Regions from separate parts of the Mus musculus genome. Here regions 1, 3 and 4 are each linked to region 2. The links are chromatin contacts, called in public HiChIP or PLAC-seq and promoter capture Hi-C maps. All regions are on one chromosome and are shown on one strand. Each heading gives the region's core, a stretch centred on a gene start, on an enhancer-like site or on the middle of the called end of the contact. The rest is flanking DNA. Distances are from core to core; before and after follow the strand shown.

The links. Promoter capture Hi-C pulls out the DNA fragments that hold promoters and counts their contacts. HiChIP or PLAC-seq counts read pairs in DNA pulled down with a chosen protein or histone mark.
Region 1: a promoter capture Hi-C map of hippocampal neurons shows a contact between it and region 2, with 5 times the contacts expected there. The contact joins the promoter of Parp11 here to the promoter of Cd9 in region 2. A contact is called at or near these places in 2 of 39 promoter capture datasets (hippocampal neurons and liver) and 1 of 115 datasets of contacts at active chromatin or transcription factors (astrocytes).
Region 3: a promoter capture Hi-C map of the 3T3-L1 cell line shows a contact between it and region 2, with 5 times the contacts expected there. The contact joins the promoter of D6Wsu163e here to the promoter of Cd9 in region 2. A contact is called at or near these places in 3 of 39 promoter capture datasets (the 3T3-L1 cell line, embryonic stem cells and hippocampal neurons) and 1 of 115 datasets of contacts at active chromatin or transcription factors (pancreatic cancer cells).
Region 4: a contact with region 2 is called in an H3K27ac HiChIP or PLAC-seq map of embryonic stem cells, with 2.4 times the contacts expected there. The contact joins the promoter of Tigar here to the promoter of Cd9 in region 2. A contact is called at or near these places in 2 of 39 promoter capture datasets (embryonic stem cells and liver) and 1 of 115 datasets of contacts at active chromatin or transcription factors (embryonic stem cells).

What each region holds. Positions count from the first base shown.
Region 1 is chr6:127,451,480-127,455,262 of GRCm38.p6, reverse strand. It overlaps Parp11 (poly (ADP-ribose) polymerase family, member 11), which reads right to left and starts at 1,636. Exons shown (of 9, transcript NM_181402.4): 1 at 1,441-1,636.
Region 2 is chr6:125,491,830-125,496,019 of GRCm38.p6, reverse strand. It overlaps Cd9 (CD9 antigen), which reads left to right and starts at 1,260. Exons shown (of 8, transcript NM_007657.4): 1 at 1,260-1,446. The coding sequence starts at 1,381. It overlaps Gm26728 (a long non-coding RNA gene), which reads right to left and starts at 2,587. Exons shown (of 6, transcript XR_869432.2): 1 at 2,535-2,587; 2 at 119-256.
Region 3 is chr6:126,937,128-126,941,434 of GRCm38.p6, reverse strand. D6Wsu163e (DNA segment, Chr 6, Wayne State University 163, expressed) reads right to left here and starts at 1,469. Exons shown (of 14, transcript NM_138594.3): 1 at 1,409-1,469. It overlaps Rad51ap1 (RAD51 associated protein 1), which reads left to right and starts at 1,848. Exons shown (of 9, transcript NM_009013.4): 1 at 1,848-1,941. The coding sequence starts at 1,925.
Region 4 is chr6:127,107,174-127,111,269 of GRCm38.p6, reverse strand. It overlaps Tigar (Trp53 induced glycolysis regulatory phosphatase), which reads left to right and starts at 1,718. Exons shown (of 6, transcript NM_177003.5): 1 at 1,718-1,834. The coding sequence starts at 1,803.

The DNA of each region.
Region 1 (3,783 bases), core at 387-2,886, 2.0 Mb before region 2:
AAACACATGAAACCCTCACTAGATCCTTTGTAATTCTCACCAGGGTATAAATGGCCCAACAATACAGATAGAAGTGTGATCCTGAAGGAAAGAGGTACAGAGTGAGCACAGAACCCTTAGTGCATTCCTGTGCCAGTCACTGTCAAGAATTCAACAAGCATTTCTTGTGCAACAGGAGCTGTTCTCTAGTTGAACACACAACTCAGAGGATTTGAAGTACGTGACCTTGAACAGAATATATACACTGCTGACGTATGTTGTGGGGAAATCAACACAAAGGGGCGGGGCGGCTGGTAAAAACCAACTCCATATTGACATGTAAGAGATGGATACTGATGACACTTAATAGTTAACAGTGAACAGCGTGTATGTATGAACAGCTATCCCAATTTTGCTAAAATCACATCCAAACGTATACTTTCCTCTGCCCTGATCTGATGACAGTATTAGTGTATGAATCAAAACTATCTGGTAACTGTCATGATGGAATGGGATGGAATGGAACTACAATGTGGACTGAATCCCAATTCATGGGCTCATTTCTAATCAGGTACTAACTTTCAGACGTGGGAAAATTTACTGATAGACTTAACTGATAATACACTTAAGTAGGAAGTAGGTTACTGGTTTTGTGAGGGAAAGCAAAAGGGTTACTTCAAGTATTGACTTAGAGGGTTATTGAAGTCAAATTAATGGTTAGCTCAGCTTCTGAGGTAGTTTCACAAACTAAGTCCACAAATTTCTTGAAATGCGATTCTGCCCATCGACCCCGAAGTTTTAAGTTCAGCGTACATTTTTCTCACTATTACATTCCCATAACAAGATCTGAATACTCTTGACAAATAGATCTGAATCCTCATTCATGGCGGGTAGGAGTTTGAATGAACGAACGAATGAATGAACGAACGAACCAATGAATGAAAGCAAGTATTAAAAAAAAATGCCTGCAGACATAAGACCTACTGAAGGCAAACAAAGGATTCCAGATCATTGTTCTAACCACGGAAAGAAAACATTTAAGAACGTCATCCCCTGAAACTCATATAGAGGATCCTCCATGCTCTGTAGCTCCAAAAAGAAGGAGCAACGAGGGTGCGGGGGTCGAAAGGAACTAGCAGGTTCGAAAGCCAGTAACTTCAACTGGAAAGCAGAATACAAAATATAAAATGAGGGAAAAAAGCGAAGACAGAGAAGCCCCCGGAAGTAAAATCAACAATCGGGAAAGGAAAGCAACAGCGTAGAAGCGGCCACCGAACGCTCCCACGGCTCAAAGCTGCGAGTCCACGGCCCGCAGGAGGCCCCCGCGAAGCGGGACAGCCACGACCCCGGAACGCAAACCCCCAGCCTGAGGCACCGCGGGGGCGAGTTCCCGGGAACGCCTCCCCGCCCTTCTCAGGCAACCCCGCCCACTGGGCCCGCCCCGTCCCGCCGGCTACTCACCGGATTCGCTTCCCACATAACGGTGCGAAATCGAGCGGAGAGAGCCTGGGGGAGGGGCTAGCCGTGGGGTCGATATGGTGGGCTTTTTCCGAGGGTCCCCAGGAGCGAAAGGACCGAAAGGCACCCTTTACGGAAGCCTTCCTTCTCCCCCTCCCCGTCACAAGCTGGCGTCTTCGGACCATCGAACCTCCCGACTTCCGCCTGGATCCAGCCAATCAGTGGCGGTCCCGCCCACCGCAAACTCGCTCCGCCTCTATGGCGCCCTTGGAACTTCCGCGCGTGCTGTCGCGGGCCGCCTTTACCTGTGTGGTAAAGCTGTTTGAAGCCGGCCATCATACCCACCACGTGATCGTCAAGCGTGGCAGGCTGCGTTTCCTCCATGCAGAACCTACGTTTATTAAAGATCACCTTATACCGAGTTTAGTGGCCAACCAAGTACTAGGCCTGAGAAGCACAACTCGACCAATGGCTTAAAGGTTAAAGCTTCAAACCTCTTTGTTGTTTGCAACATCCTCGAATTGGAGGTGATGATAGTTCTACCTGAGGGTGTAAATGAGCTTGCTGAAATCAGGTGCTTAGGTGTTTGCAATCTAGAAAATAATAAATAAATAAAGGGAGCTATTGGCCACGTGTCACTGGGCTTGGACGTGAACACTGACCAATATGTTGTCCCTGTCCTCGTGGATTTTAGAATCGACAGAAGAAAGCAAAAAGTAATTTGGAAACGCAAGAATGTAAAAACGTGAAATTTTAGACAGCATGGCAAATATGGAGGTTTCCAAGCAGGTTTACCTGAGTGCCTTGAATGCTAAGGCCTCAAATAGGTTCTTACACCGGTCACAAAAGAGGTACGATGGAAGAATATTCTTAAAGGCAAAGAAGTAGTGTGAGACTATAGGTGTATTTTTAAAAATAGGTCAAAGAATGACCACAGATTCAGAACCTGATTGTTTTTTACATTTTAATATATTTTTCCATTCCCATGTGTATGAATCTATTTCTTCAGACTATAGCATTCCATAGTTTACATGTTACACACATATCTTAAATAATCTACTGTGAGAGACACAAGTTACTATGTAACAAAAATTACTATAATCACTATTTTTGTTCAGACATTCATTAACCTCTTTGGAACGAATTCTTAGAAATGATACTGTTCAATAAGAAATTCTAAAAATTGTTGCCAAATGGTTAACCAGTTGCCCAAATACTTATTGCATAGCATAATTATTTTTTCTTACTACTTTGAAGTACATTTGCTAAATTTGCATGCATATGCATATATACATATATTCCTGAATATTCTTATCTGCTAATCCTCTGCTTATTCCTATGCTTTGCCATGCTATTATAATGTATAGATTCCTAATGTACTTGCTCTTTGATAAGAAATATCTCCTAATTTTCTTTTTCAGTTTTTTTCAAAATAATGAGTTCTCATCCAGAACACACTTCTTCCTGTATTTCAGGCCATGTGTCGGGAGTCGGGCTGGGCTGGGTATATGAACCCAGAACCTCACACATGCTAAACACCTCTTCCACCACTGAGTTATGCCCCTCCTGCCTAGGTCTCTGATATCTTTAAGTACATTAAAGCTATTTTTACAACAACCTTTATGTGTTTGATTTGGCTATTTTATAGGTTTTTTTTTTTCCAAGTGAAACAGTTTTCATTGCTCTAATTTAGGAAAGCTGTTGACTTTTGTAAACTTACCGTGTCATATCACCTTGCTAACTCTTAAGGCTTCAAAGAAAATGAAGTATAACTCTCAACCCTCAAAAGATTTTGTCCTAACTTCCCTGGTTAACTTGCCTTGTCGAGACCCACTCGGCCTTGAAAAGGACTAGCCCACAGTTGCTTCAATTGCTACTGCTCCCTTCTCAAGGCTAGCTAGCATCATCCTGATACTACAGCTTATTAAAAGTAATCAGGATCTATTCGTGTAGCTCAAGGTCATCTCAAATGTTCCATCACCCAAAGGCTGAGATTACGGTCATGTGCCATCACACCCAGTATAAAATTTAATCATAAGTAAAAGATAAATTAAACTAAGAAAGTCTTATAAAACTAACACACTATGACAAGTATAGTTAATTTCAGGAGTGTAAGGGCAGATAGAAGAATAGTAAATCTTTTCATGTCATTCGTCATATTGATGACCCAGCTTGAAACAGATACAGCAATGAAATAGAAGAAGCAACTGATAGCATTTAAAAGCCTTTCATATATGAAACTAGGGATAGAAAGAAACCGATTTACAAATAATAGTGTATTTAAAGAGTGTTGAGAATCACCTAGAGACCCTTCTTACTGCATTTAAGACTGAATGAATATTATCT
Region 2 (4,190 bases), core at 11-2,510:
GAGCTGGGTTTGCTATGTGAAAAAGTTTCTTGTTTTTATTTTTTGTTTTTGGGGACCGGGTCTCCTGTGGCGTTGGCCTCCAACGTACTTTAACCCAGGAAAAAAAATTTTAACTCACATTCTTTTTGCTTTCTGATATTTTCTGATGTTTCTGTAATAAGTACGGTTTGCTTTTGCAATGAAGAATGCTAAGGAAACTTCCTGCAGGGGTGAGGAAGAGAAAACTGTAAAGGATATTGAGAAGGGCCTCTTCACCCTGTTGAAAAAATCAAGAAAGAATTTAGAGAGTCACAGAGCAGGACGTGGTGGCCTGAACCGCTCTGGCAGGAGGACTGGAGTTGAAGATAGCCTGAGCTACATAAGCAAATTCCGGGTCAGTAGGTCTACAAACGGCTAAATCCTACTTCAAAAGAAATGAAATCGCTGGGCGTATTGGCACATCCCAGCAGAGGCAGACAGATCTTTATGAGTTCAAGGCCAGCCTGGTTTACACAGGGCGTTCCAAGCCAGATAGGACAGCATAGTAAGACTCTGTCTCAAAATAATAATAGATTTAAATAAAAAAAATAATAAAGCACAATAGAATTTTCACAAGGAGGCAGGGCGGCCAGCATACACCCCTGCAGGCATGGAGGCGCAGCAGAGTAGGGGTGTGGCATCAGGTGTGGCAGGGAATGAACGGAGTAAATACAGGATGAAGAAGGGTTTCAACTCAAGTCTCTGAACGTAGAAAGTTTCTGAGCAAAGTAGAACTGCTCAGATTAGCACCTAGAACATTCTAGCGGCCACCGTGCTCAACTAAGTGCGTTCAGTCCAGAAAGGTTTACAAGGAGGTGTCAGAGAGAACGCAAGCCAGGCAAATAGGGGCTCGCAGACTTGCCTCGGGAATCTGAAAAGGTTCTTAAGATTACATGGCCCTTGGGGGTCTTCCAACGTGAGCTCTTATGCAGAGCCCAGGATGAACTAGGATGAACGGGAAAGGCGAGGCCGGCACTTAACTCCCCGTAAAAGAAGTCGGGTACGGAGGTCCGGAAAGACCCCGAGACGGTGGGAAGAAGGAAGATGGAGGGAAAGAGGATCTTAGAAACCAGACGGCAAAAGTTAGGTGCAGAGAGAGCTCTGCACTGAGGGTGAAACCGAAGTCCCAGAACCTGGGTCTGGGGAGGGGATTAGAGCATGGGCGGGGCAGGTGGGCCGGGGGGCGGGGTCGGCATCCCTCCGCACATGCGCATAGCAGCTGGCCGAGCGCCGTAAGGAGTGGCACTTTTTAAAAGTGGAGCCTCAGGCCAGCCCCTAGCCGCAGCGTGTCTCAGTCGGTTGTCGAGTCCCTTCTGTCCCAGTCGTTCGTGCCTCTTGTCCCACGCAACTCCAGCTTGTACCATGCCGGTCAAAGGAGGTAGCAAGTGCATCAAATACCTGCTCTTCGGATTTAACTTCATCTTCTGGGTGAGTGAGAGGCGACTGTCGGCGCGCTCCTCTCCGAGGCCACCTGTTCTCAGGCCCGAGACGGCGTCCGGGGCGGAGAGTGTCCCGGCGGCCGAGAGCGCCGGGAGCCGCTGGTACTGCGCGCGCCAGGCGGACTCCGGGCGAGTAGAGAAAGGCGCAGCGGCTGCCAGCTGGCCAGGCGGGACTGGCAGGTGGGCGGGAGGAGCAAGTGGGTGGGAGAGCCGAGGGTCCTGGTGGCTCCGGCTGTGCACTTCGCTCCCGGGTCCTTCTACCGCCGAGTATTTGAGATGGGCTCTGTGCCTGCTCCCACCCGGAGCACCCCCGAGTGTGAGAGAGGAGTGAGGGAGGAGCGGAGCAACCTTTTCGAGTAACTCGATGCCCTCCCCGGCCCGCAAGGCTCCTTGCCAGCAGGGCAGTCGAGCGTCTCCCACTTCGGTGGTCCCACAAGTGACAAGGGGTGCTACGGAGGGAGAGGAAGTGGGTGTGGGGAGTCTTCCCTGCACCTGGAGGTCGGACATTCCTTGTTTAGGACCTGAACTCTCAACTGAAAACGTCCATGCCTCTCTCTAAGCTACCTGAAAGACTAGATTGTCTTGATTCTTTTTCAAGAGCGATAACTATCTTGGCTGTAGAGAACTCTGGGAGAGTTAAGAGAAAAGAAGGCGGGGAAGGTGCCTATTGGCGCCTCTAGATGGGATAAATCCGGTGTTTCTGCATTTCCCAGGTAATCAGGTACTGCGGGCTTGAAGCCTCGCTCTAAAAATGTCCAGGTGGGGCCAAGGGGAATGGCCGTTCACCTGCAGAGGGTCCAGAGGCAGGTGCTAGTAGACTCTACAGATGGGCCTCTGGGTAGGGCAACAAGAGAGTGTCCACTCTCCCAAAACTCAGGGACAGAAGCAAGGAAATACACGGAAGACCCTTTTGTCCTGATTCTGAGAGGGCACACTCCCAAACACAAATGGACGGAATTTGCTCCCAGGCAATCAGGAAAGAGCTTAACTAGGCAACTCCTGTGCCACCAGAGACTTTGAACAACAACAACTAAAAAGTCCACTATTCCCTTTGGAGCTGGCCACCGGGATGCTCACCATCTTCCAGCAACTGTAAGGTTTAATACTCTCCAGGGTTGCTTGGAAGTGTTGCACAACCTGCAGAGACTGCCCTGGGTTTCTAGGAGCCACCACACCCATACAACTTAAGAGGATGTCAGAGGACATTCCCTGCTTGTGTTTCCCCAGTTCTGCAGACAGGCAGCCAGCTCCCAGGCTTGGCTTGGTCCACTCATCAGCTTGAGCGCTTTGTTACAAAACAAAGTCTGAAGGCAGCTGGCCCCACCCAACCCCGCCCTGTCCTTTGGGGAGTTTTCCTCCCTCTACCTTTTAGTCTCTTCCCTGCTAGTCTGTCGGTCAGTCCCCAGACGCCTGCATAGATGGTGTGAAAGTTTGGTGCTAAGGGGAAACCACATAGTTGCCTACATCTCCCATCTGCCCCCCATGGCATATGTATGTAAGGGGCTGAGAGGAGGTGCCCATGGCCACCCTATGTCTTCTCATTCTGTTGCCTGCTGGCCTACAGTCTGCCCATCTTGTCTCCTGCTGCCACTTCCGCTCCTATCCAGAACCCTGACAAGTTGCTGCTGGCTGACTCTGCCTCCTGAAGCAGGACAGTCTCACTCTAGAAGGGTTTGACTTTGGGGTTGGGAACTGCATTGGAGATTATGCACCAGCTGGAGGTGCTAGCTCTCGTGTCCACCGTGAGGAACCAGGGTGCCCAAGATCGCAAGCCGAGTTAGTACTGTAACCTCTGGGCCCCTTGTTTGCTCTCTTTACTCTCCTGTCTCTTACCATTAGGGAGGTGGGCGGTTTACTATGTTAATTATTGTTACCTGCCCTACCCTGGGCTCTAATAGGGACAGTCCTGTTACAATCTCTGTGCTAAGTATTTTACAGTCTCCAAAGGCCTCCCCAAGCTCCATGATATAACCAGAGAAAGAAACATTATTCCCATTTTGACCAGAAATCTTGCCCATGATAGGTTAAGTGCTAAAGGCAGGGTCAAGTGATAGGGTATTATCAAGTGAGGTAGTTAGTATTGGGCAGGAGCAAAGGAAGGCTGAGAGGAAACTCCTCAAAATATCTTTTACTACAGGCGGTGATCTCTCTCGGGGGAACCCTTGGGATCATTATGATGTCACCTCTTCAATCTCTTGAGACCAGTGATTTATGAACTTGACATTTGGTGCCTGGTGTGGGCTTTGGAAAGCAGAGGCCACCTTTGTCTGTAGAGGATACTGAGCGGCTGGATGGCAGGAATCCAAAGAGAAGCCAGCCTCTCGTAGTCGCCCTGGGACAGTGGAAGAGAGGGAGGACCGGCAAAGGGGAATCTGTCTTTCTCCTAGGCCCGAGCATGTCCCCTGTGGGACATGCTCTGTGACAGCTGAGCCTGCCCAGCCTGCCTTTCTGAAGTTGGGTGTCTCCTGCCCACAACCAAGCCAGCAATCGGTCTGTTTTCCGACAACCTCAGAGCCAGACCTCACAAGCCTATTTTGGTGGTTCCCAAATTTCTCTCAGATCTCCATGTCTATCCCTCCACTCCCTCCAAAAGAGAAAGAAAAGAATTGAGAAAGAAAACATCTTCCTAATGTCTGAATGGCAGGTGATTAGAAGTGTTTCAGGCTATAATGTGGTGGCCAGCCTTGAGCCGGGCCTGGAATGTGCCTCTCCCATTCGTTGTTTGTTTGTTTG
Region 3 (4,307 bases), core at 220-2,719, 1.4 Mb before region 2:
CTCCCAGGACAGTAGAGATTGTTGTCATTGTTCTTGGTCGTCCATAAAAACTAGATGATAAACTCTGTTGTTAAAGACACTGCACAGCTCAATTGATGATATAAAAAAGCCAAGCTGGAACTCTGCTGGAAGCTTCCTCTTTGCTGGCTATCTTTTATGGTCCTTGAAGATACTAAGGAGGCTGCTATAAGAGAAATTTCATTACTGGTCCAACCCAGCTGTGGACTCTATGAACTCTACTAACCTGCCAGGCAAGACATGCTCATCTGGGCACTAGGGTACCATTATGAGGGTATCCAATTTGCTCTGACTGGATTTGAGGTCAGCTCTATAGGAGCATACCCCTGCCTGGCACTATGATTCCTGTTGGAAACCCATAGCAGGGAAGATGATGGGCCCTGGGGGGGAACATAAATACTGTTGTTCAGTTAAATGGACACTGTCAAACCACCATGTCTATACCCACGACAAGTGCTACTCCCAGACTTAATCAGAGAATTGTCTCTTTCCAGTGAACTATAATGAATGTACAGACTCCAGGTGCCACAAGGTGAGAACATGTGATGGATGGGGACTCGGCCCTAAACAAGGCATTTATACCACCTCTGTGAAGGTTCAAGGAACACTGCAGAATAGGAAGTGGAAAAATAGAGGAACCAGATCATAGAGAGGAAGACAAAATGCCACCTTCTGACAAGACGCTGCCATTACAGCAGTAAACTCACTGCAGTGTCAGAGGTCTGCATAAGATTAGCCTCAGCAGCAGCAGAGGGAAGAGAGAAGACGACTCAGAATGACCCATGTGTCATTAAGGAACTGTTTTCTATGGGCAGATTCAGGAAAAGGGAAGTTATTTTTCAGTTGTGTGCCCACGGGTGCCCCCACCAGGCTCCAATGAGTAGTCGCAATTCAATAGTCTGGTCTAATTAAGATATAGGGTCACAAAAACAAACAAAACCAAACCAAAACAAAAAAAACCCAACGACATGAATCTAGAAAGGGGACTGGTGGAAATGCAGAGATTAGAGGGATGGGCAAGTTAGTAGGGACAGGTGCGACATAAGGTGAGACAGTAATTAGAATACATTGTAACATGAAACAGAACAAAACCAATAAAAACACACGTTTTCATGTTACTCTTTGTTCCTGTGGTCTGTTGCTCTCAGGATACAATTCATCGTAATCCAGTTTACGTCTCCGAATTCTCTGGGTGTGCCTACACCCTGTCAGAGCAACATGCAAAACGACAAGCCTAGTTGACCACAAACACTGAACTGGCAATGGCAAGCTGCACTCCAGCACTTTAGATGGCCCTTAGAAGACTCCTTCTGTTCTTTAAGTCTGTACCAGATACCGTCATTGGGTCCTCCACACTGAAGGGGCTTCTTCGCTGTGGGCTCGAACTCACCTCTCTCATCAGACACCAAAGCACACTTGGAGCTGTCAACGCAGAACTGCCCAAATAAGTCAGCTGACTTCTTGCTTTTTTTTTTTTAACCTCCAATAGATCCACTTTGGCAGATTCGGAACTCATGTTTCTCTTTCCTCAAGCGCCAAGGAAAACGCCTATCCAAGACCCCCTTTGTTCCAGTTATTTTTAAGTTAGTCATTCTAAATATTGGAGGCGTGTCGCTATTTTTATATTGTATTTTAGACTCGGTACCAAATCGCAATTGTGACGAAAGTGCAGTATCAAAACAAAAGCTAAGTCTGAGCAGACAGGATCCAGGATGGCGTGCCCGGGCCACGGTGTGTGTGCGCAGGCGCCCTCTCTTCAGCACGCAGGCGCCGCCTCAGGCAGGCGAGCGGTGATTGGCGGGCTGGCGCAGCGGGGCGTGGAGCGCGACGTCTGGTTTTCGGCGGGAATTGAAACCGCCACAGCTGCTCCCCAGCTCCAGAGCACTGCTGCTCTAGGCAGGGCACCATGGTGCGTCCTATCAGGTGAGTGGTTGGTGACGTCCCGCGGGGCAGAGAGGAAGGACGGGGACGATGGGGGCCACTGTCATGCATGGTTGCGGGAGAGGACGAGATCCGACAGAGGGCAGCGCGATTGGGTGGGTGCTCGTCGCCAGTCTCCGGTGAGAGCCACCCGCTGCTCAGAGGAGCCCGCCTGGCATCTCGCTTGCCGCCCCTCGGCCTCCTTCTGCAGCTGTCGCCCCTGAGTCACCCCACTCCAGAGGGACCTGGTAGGCTAGCATTTGAGTCGCGCTTAACGCGACAGCGAGCGACCGCGTTAAGTGGCTGTCATACGTTGAGCGATACAGAAAAAGCAGGTGTGCCTATTCCCTCAAATCCCTAGGCAGAGAGGCCCATTTAACTTCCAGCTCAAGCCGTGGTGCCCTGTCACATGACCCCCAGTTCCTATCTGCTTTCCTTTAGACTGTTGGAATCTCTCTGTGATCACAACCGGGATGCCAGGCTGGCCATCCATTTAGTAGAATGACTGAATATAGCTGAGACTATGGCCCAGTGGTCCAGTGATTGCCTAGCAGATGAGAGGCCCCCAGCTTCAAACCCCAGTCCTGCAAAACCAAACAACAATAAACTTAGTGAATTCTCCTAGGCCTGTATTGTACTAAGAGCTGGAGGCTACACTCTATTGGAAGAGGGGTGGGGAGAGATAAGGGGGAGTAACAAAATAAACACCACAATGTAACATAGGAGGAAGGAGAAAAGCCTTACTTTAAATCATATGAACGCGTTACCTAGGTAAAATGTAAGGGGCATTCACATGAAATAGGAGCCAAAGCCCAAGGTTCACCATGTTTGAGAAGCAGATTGAAGGTGTGGGATGAACAAGCATGTGGATGGATTGAGGACTGAGTCAGATAGATTACAAAGCAGTTGTAATCTATCTAAATCTATCTAAAGCAGCTTGTAGGTCTTAGGAGTTTGAATTTTATTTGAGACAAATGGGAAATCTGTAGTTTCAGTGGTGGAGGGCCTGAGATATTCTCATTTCACTTTTATAAAGGCCACCGGCTGTTGGTTGGCTCTGAGGGGGACTGGAGTGGCCAGAGCGAAAGCAGGGGGGAGGGGGGAATTGAGATGCTATCAGTTGTGTGTGACTTTGGCACTGTGTGTGTGTGTGTGTGTGTGGTGTGGAGATGGAGCAAGTAAGTTTAGGGTTTTTTTTGTTTTGTTTTAAGATTTATTTATATGAGTACACTGTAGCTGTTCCCAGATACACCAGAAGGGGGCATCAGATGGTTGTGAGCCACCATGTGGTTGCTGGGAATTGAACTCAGGACCTTTAGAAGAGTGGTCAGTGCTCTTAACCACTGAGCCATCTCTCCAGCTCAAGTTTAGGTACTTCTGACAAGTGGTTATAGAGGAGAGAAAACAAAGAATCAAGGTTGACTGTCTCTATGGACTGAGCTACGTCTCTGTATTGACTGAGATGGGCCCCTTTGAGATAATGAGGTTTAGAAGACAGGACTAGATTTCTCTTGCTTCCATGGTGAAATTGGAAGGGGACAGGCATGCAGATATTGAAGACATACTGCTGTTATTTGGGATAGTAGTAGTCACAGTGTTATCCACAGTCCCCTGAATCCTCAGAAGCCCCATGAGATCATGACTGTGGTCTGGTTTTTGTTGTTATTTTGTGTGGTGGGGGGGGGTTGTTTTGTAAATTATTGTGTGAATAAAAGGGGTGAGAATGGTGGTAGACATACATTGTCTTGATTCAGCAGATAACTGTGGGGTCCTTTCTCTTCTTTCCACCTTTCATGGATCCTAGGAGTCACAGGAGGTTGTCAGGGTTGCACAGCGGGTGACTTTGGCCACTGCATCTCACTAGCTCATTACTTGTGTTACAGTAAAGCCAAACCAGTTGTTGTCTTCACTCTTCTGTCATTTACACTGAATGGGGATTGGCACAAACTGAGGCTGTGGTGGTTGTAGTCCTTGCAGTTTCTATTGCCGCATACTCAAATATTTGTTAAAAACAGAAGCCCTTGTGGGCTGGCTCAATAGTTAAAAGAGTGCCTGGTGTTCTTCCAGAAGACTCAAGTTCCATTCCTAACCACGTCAGACAGTTTATAGCTCTTGCAGCTCCTTCCAGCTCCAGGGGGCCCCCAGTTTCCTCCCCTAGCCTTTGCAGATACTGTACTTGTGTGCACATACCCAAGTTTTTAAAGTTCTTTTTAAAAGTAATGGTTTCCTGCGTATCTCACCCTAGTGAGCCTCTAAAATACAATATGTAATTTGTGTTTAATGAATCGATAAGAGTCCATGTCTGTTACAACTCAACCTGAGATATACTTGTCTTTTTAGTAGGCTTTTGGCTTTGTTTACTAATTTTT
Region 4 (4,096 bases), core at 469-2,968, 1.6 Mb before region 2:
ACATCAATAAGACCCTAACTAAGACAACTTCTTTTAGATAACATTAGCTTGTGTCAAATTGACATAGAACTAGCCAGTATATTGTTTTATCATCATCACATCATCATCATCATCAGACAGGGGCTAACAATGTAACCCCTGATGCCTGGAACTCCCTGTGTAGACCAGGCTGACCTAAAACTCAGAAGATTTTCTTGCCTCTGACTCCTGAGTGCTGGGGCTAAGGGTATGTGCCACCATACTTGGTAAAAATAAATATAGCCAAAAGGGACTCTTGTGCCCTCTCTTTGGCTATGAGTCTGTTGAAACAATGGATCCCAAGAGACTGGGAGTCTCTCCATCTCTCCGGGAATCTCTTGCTGGAGTGAGAAAAAGTCCTGAAGGCAGTCAGAGGAGGGAACAGTCTCTGGAAGGAACATCACTTGCTAGAGATAGGCAGAGATGAGACATTCCTCTGTGGGCGACTACACCTTGGTGGCTGGGCTGCTTAGGCATGTCTATCTCTTAGCTTCCATTTAAAATTTCAGAGAAAATTTAGGATCCCACCAATGGACTGAGGTGAGGAACAGTGGATACACTGAATAAACCTCTTTTTCCTCCTTTTTTTCCCTCACTATTTATTTGGCTCTCAGTTGTCTTAGGAAGGCTAGATGGCCAGGCCTGGCTGGCTGGGCACAGGCTGTTGACCTCCAGCCCCTATAGCCCTTTTGTCCCTATGTTCCTATTATATGGCTGAGGACTAGAGGCTCAGTCTCAGTCTTGAAGACATCTATTTATTTGTTGATATTTCTTTTTATTTTATGTGTCTAGGTGCTCTGCCTGAATGTCTGTGCATAACGTGAGCCCAGAGGTCAGCAGAAAGTAAATGGTCTTCCTGGAACTGCAGTTACAGATGTTTGATTGCCTCTGTGGGTGCACTGGGCTTTGAACCTGGTTCTCCAGAGGAGCAAATAATCTGGGCTCTTAAAGGGTTAAGCCAACTCCCCAACCCCTCTCGAGGGGTTTTATACAGAACCTTTGTCCCTGCATTTGTTTTTAAGGAAACGACTTTCCTCTAGATCAGTGCAACAGAGATAACGTTCATTACAATAGGAATTATTTTAAGAAATGGTTGAATTAAACTCTTAATACAACAGGTATCAGTGGAGAGCTCTAGAGTAACTTAATTATAAATGATAGCAGCATTAGCGAAAATACTTGGTAATAATGTTTGGGAGGACCAGGCTCAGCAAAGCAGAAGGCAAGAAAGTGGCCTGACAAAAGTCTTTGGTTAAGAAGTTGAGAGAGAAACTAGGTTGGTTTGGATCTACATACCTACTTTGACCTCACTTCCCAGGTAAAGGATAACAGCTAACCCTCAAAGGATGCAGTCTGGCTGTGTAACCACCAGAGGAGAGCCATCGCCTTGGCACACTACAGGCACACTACACCTTGCACGCCTTCCTCAAATCAGTTCAGCATAAAACAATCAAAGCAGTCCTTATCTGTCCCTGGTGCAGGCGGCGGTCTAGCTCTGGCAAGACTCCAGGGCGTTAACCCAGGGCGGGGCCGCGCGCACCTGCCAGGCGCCAATCACAGGTTGGCGCGCAGGAGCGCAAGCGCCACTGGCCTGGGCGGGGCTTCTCCGGTTTCAGGCTCCACCTTTATTGGCAACCCTGTGGTGACGTTCAGCCGCCTCGACCAATAGCTACGGGGCCGGTCCGCCGTGCAGACGGAAGTAGTGCAGGCAAAGTGGTCCCAGAGTCAGGCGCAGCGAGGTGCTGCTGCAGAGCCGGGTCGTGGCTCACGCGTCTTGTGCCAAAATGCCGCGCTTCGCCTTGACCGTTATCCGCCAGTGAGTATCGCAGTTGCCGGGAGCTTCCTGGCCTGGGTCTCTTCTGGTCCCTACGTGCTCCAATCCGGGGAGGGTGGGCTTTCCATGTGCTTTTTCTTTGCATCCTCTCGTGTCCAATCTTTTATCCGCGACACCCTGCGTGAGGAAGCCGGGTCTTAAATGTCAAGAGCCTTGCGTTTTCCACGAGGAAAGAAGTGTGGAGAAGCACACGATCACGGTTCCCAGCCATTGCGAGAAGACATGACCCGGCCTCTCGACTTTTCAGTGTGACCTTTTCTGCCCCCTAGTAAATTCCAGAGTTTTTAGAATTGCTGAGCCACACCTCATCTATCCTATGCTGGTTGCCTTATTTTCTCACCCTCCCCTCCCCCTTTCTCCTTGCATCGGGGGTACTTTTGCAATTTACCTCCCTTCAGAGGCTACAGTTCTGAGGGAAAAAATTAGAGAGTTCGAGATCTCCGTCTCAGTCGACTGCATCACCCTGAACAAACATTTTTATCATGACAGATTTCATGGAGCAGAATCTGGCTTTAGGTCACCTATCGTTTTCCTTCCCAGTACATGTTTGCCTGGTGATGATGGTAGGCAGATTCAGGGTGGGTAAGAGGAGGGAAGTTTCAAGGCGTTGCTTGGTTGGGATTCAGGCTCCTCGTTGGGATTCAGTAGCTGCCTCGTAGGACAGACTTAATCTTTCTGACCTGCGTTCCGATAAGCAGATTGGTGGCAGCAGTCTTTCTAATCTCTCTGGATCTAACCAAATGGAGAGGATGGAGCACATGGAGCAGAGAGGAAGAAATATGCCCGAGAATTAAATAACGTGTTCTTCTGTAAGCAAAGCTCAGATAAAAAGCAGCTGAGTCTCACCTGTGTAGTCAGGGCTTATCAGAACAGCTTCTCGGAGCGGGACTGATTACCGTTTCCGGCTTCATAGGGCTCACAGGAACGCTGACAGCGTTTGAACCTTGTGGCGACCTTCTTCAACGCATGCTTTTTCTGTCCAGCTTCCTCTTTATAGGAAGATGGTCTCCAGCATCATGTGAAGTGGACCTTTAGGATTCAGGGATTTTAGTGGCTAAATTAGAACTCTGGTTCCCTGTGTCTTTCTGTGTCCCTGTGCTTTCTAGAATGTTCCGGGAGATGATACCGCTTTATTGGGAGCACTAAAGGAACATGAACCCCCTTGTCCTCTTTTCAATGTAGACCCTGCTGGGAAACGATCCCTACTTAGATTTTTTTTTTTTTTTTTTTTTTGGTTTTTCGAGACAGGGTTTCTCTGTAGTCTTGGCTGTCCTGGAACTCACTTTATAGTCCAGGCTGGCCTTGAACTCAGAAATCCGCCTGTCTCTGCCTCCCAAGTGCTAGGATTAAAGGCGTGCGCCACCACCGCCCGCCCCCTACTTAGATTCTTAACGGGCAATATCTGTGTGAATATGGAGTATCTGTGATTCACTGGAGAGTAAGGGGAGTCAGACTCCAGGGAACTTAAAGTTGTGGGGCAAGTATTTGAACCAGAGCAAATTAACCCACTATTCTCTGCTTCTTGGTTATCTTAAAGCCTAGTGTTCGAAGGTCACTTGGAAATATCACCTGGTCTAATTTTAGTGGGTAGTAAGAATAGGTTTCTTCAACAGTTGTGGCAGCATACTTAAAACCCCAGCAGTCAGTAGGTAGAAGAGTTGAAGGCCAGCCTGGTCTACATTAGCAGCCAGAGGAACATAGTGGAATCCTGTCTCAAAGTTTTATTCTCTTTTAGACACAGGAAGACTAGTATGTTGAAATAGACAGGGCTGTGGCTAGCTGCTGTCCTGGCATGGTCATCCCAGGTTTCCTCTTTCTGTTGGACTTGTGACAGATAGAAGCCTGGTTGGTTCAAGAACAAACATGCTTTCACATTTGACTGGTAGTCACCATAGGTAAATCTAACAACTCATGGGAAAGTTGGCTAATTACATTGGGCTGTACTATAATGCAAGACAAATTTAAAGCAATTTTTTTTTTTGTGTCTAACCAAATCCTTCATGGAATTTTATGTGTATCCTAATTTGTCATGTTTTAAATATTCTAGTAATCAATTAATTTTATGAGTATAGGTGTTTGCATGTATGTCTGTGTAGCATGTGTGTTCCTGGTGCCCACAGAGGCAAGAAGAGGGGGTCAGATCTCCTAGAATTGGAGCTCTGGACATTTGTTAGCCTGCCACGTGGGTGCTGGGAATTGAACCTGGGTCCTATGGAAGAGCAGTCAGTGCTCAAGTTGCTGAGT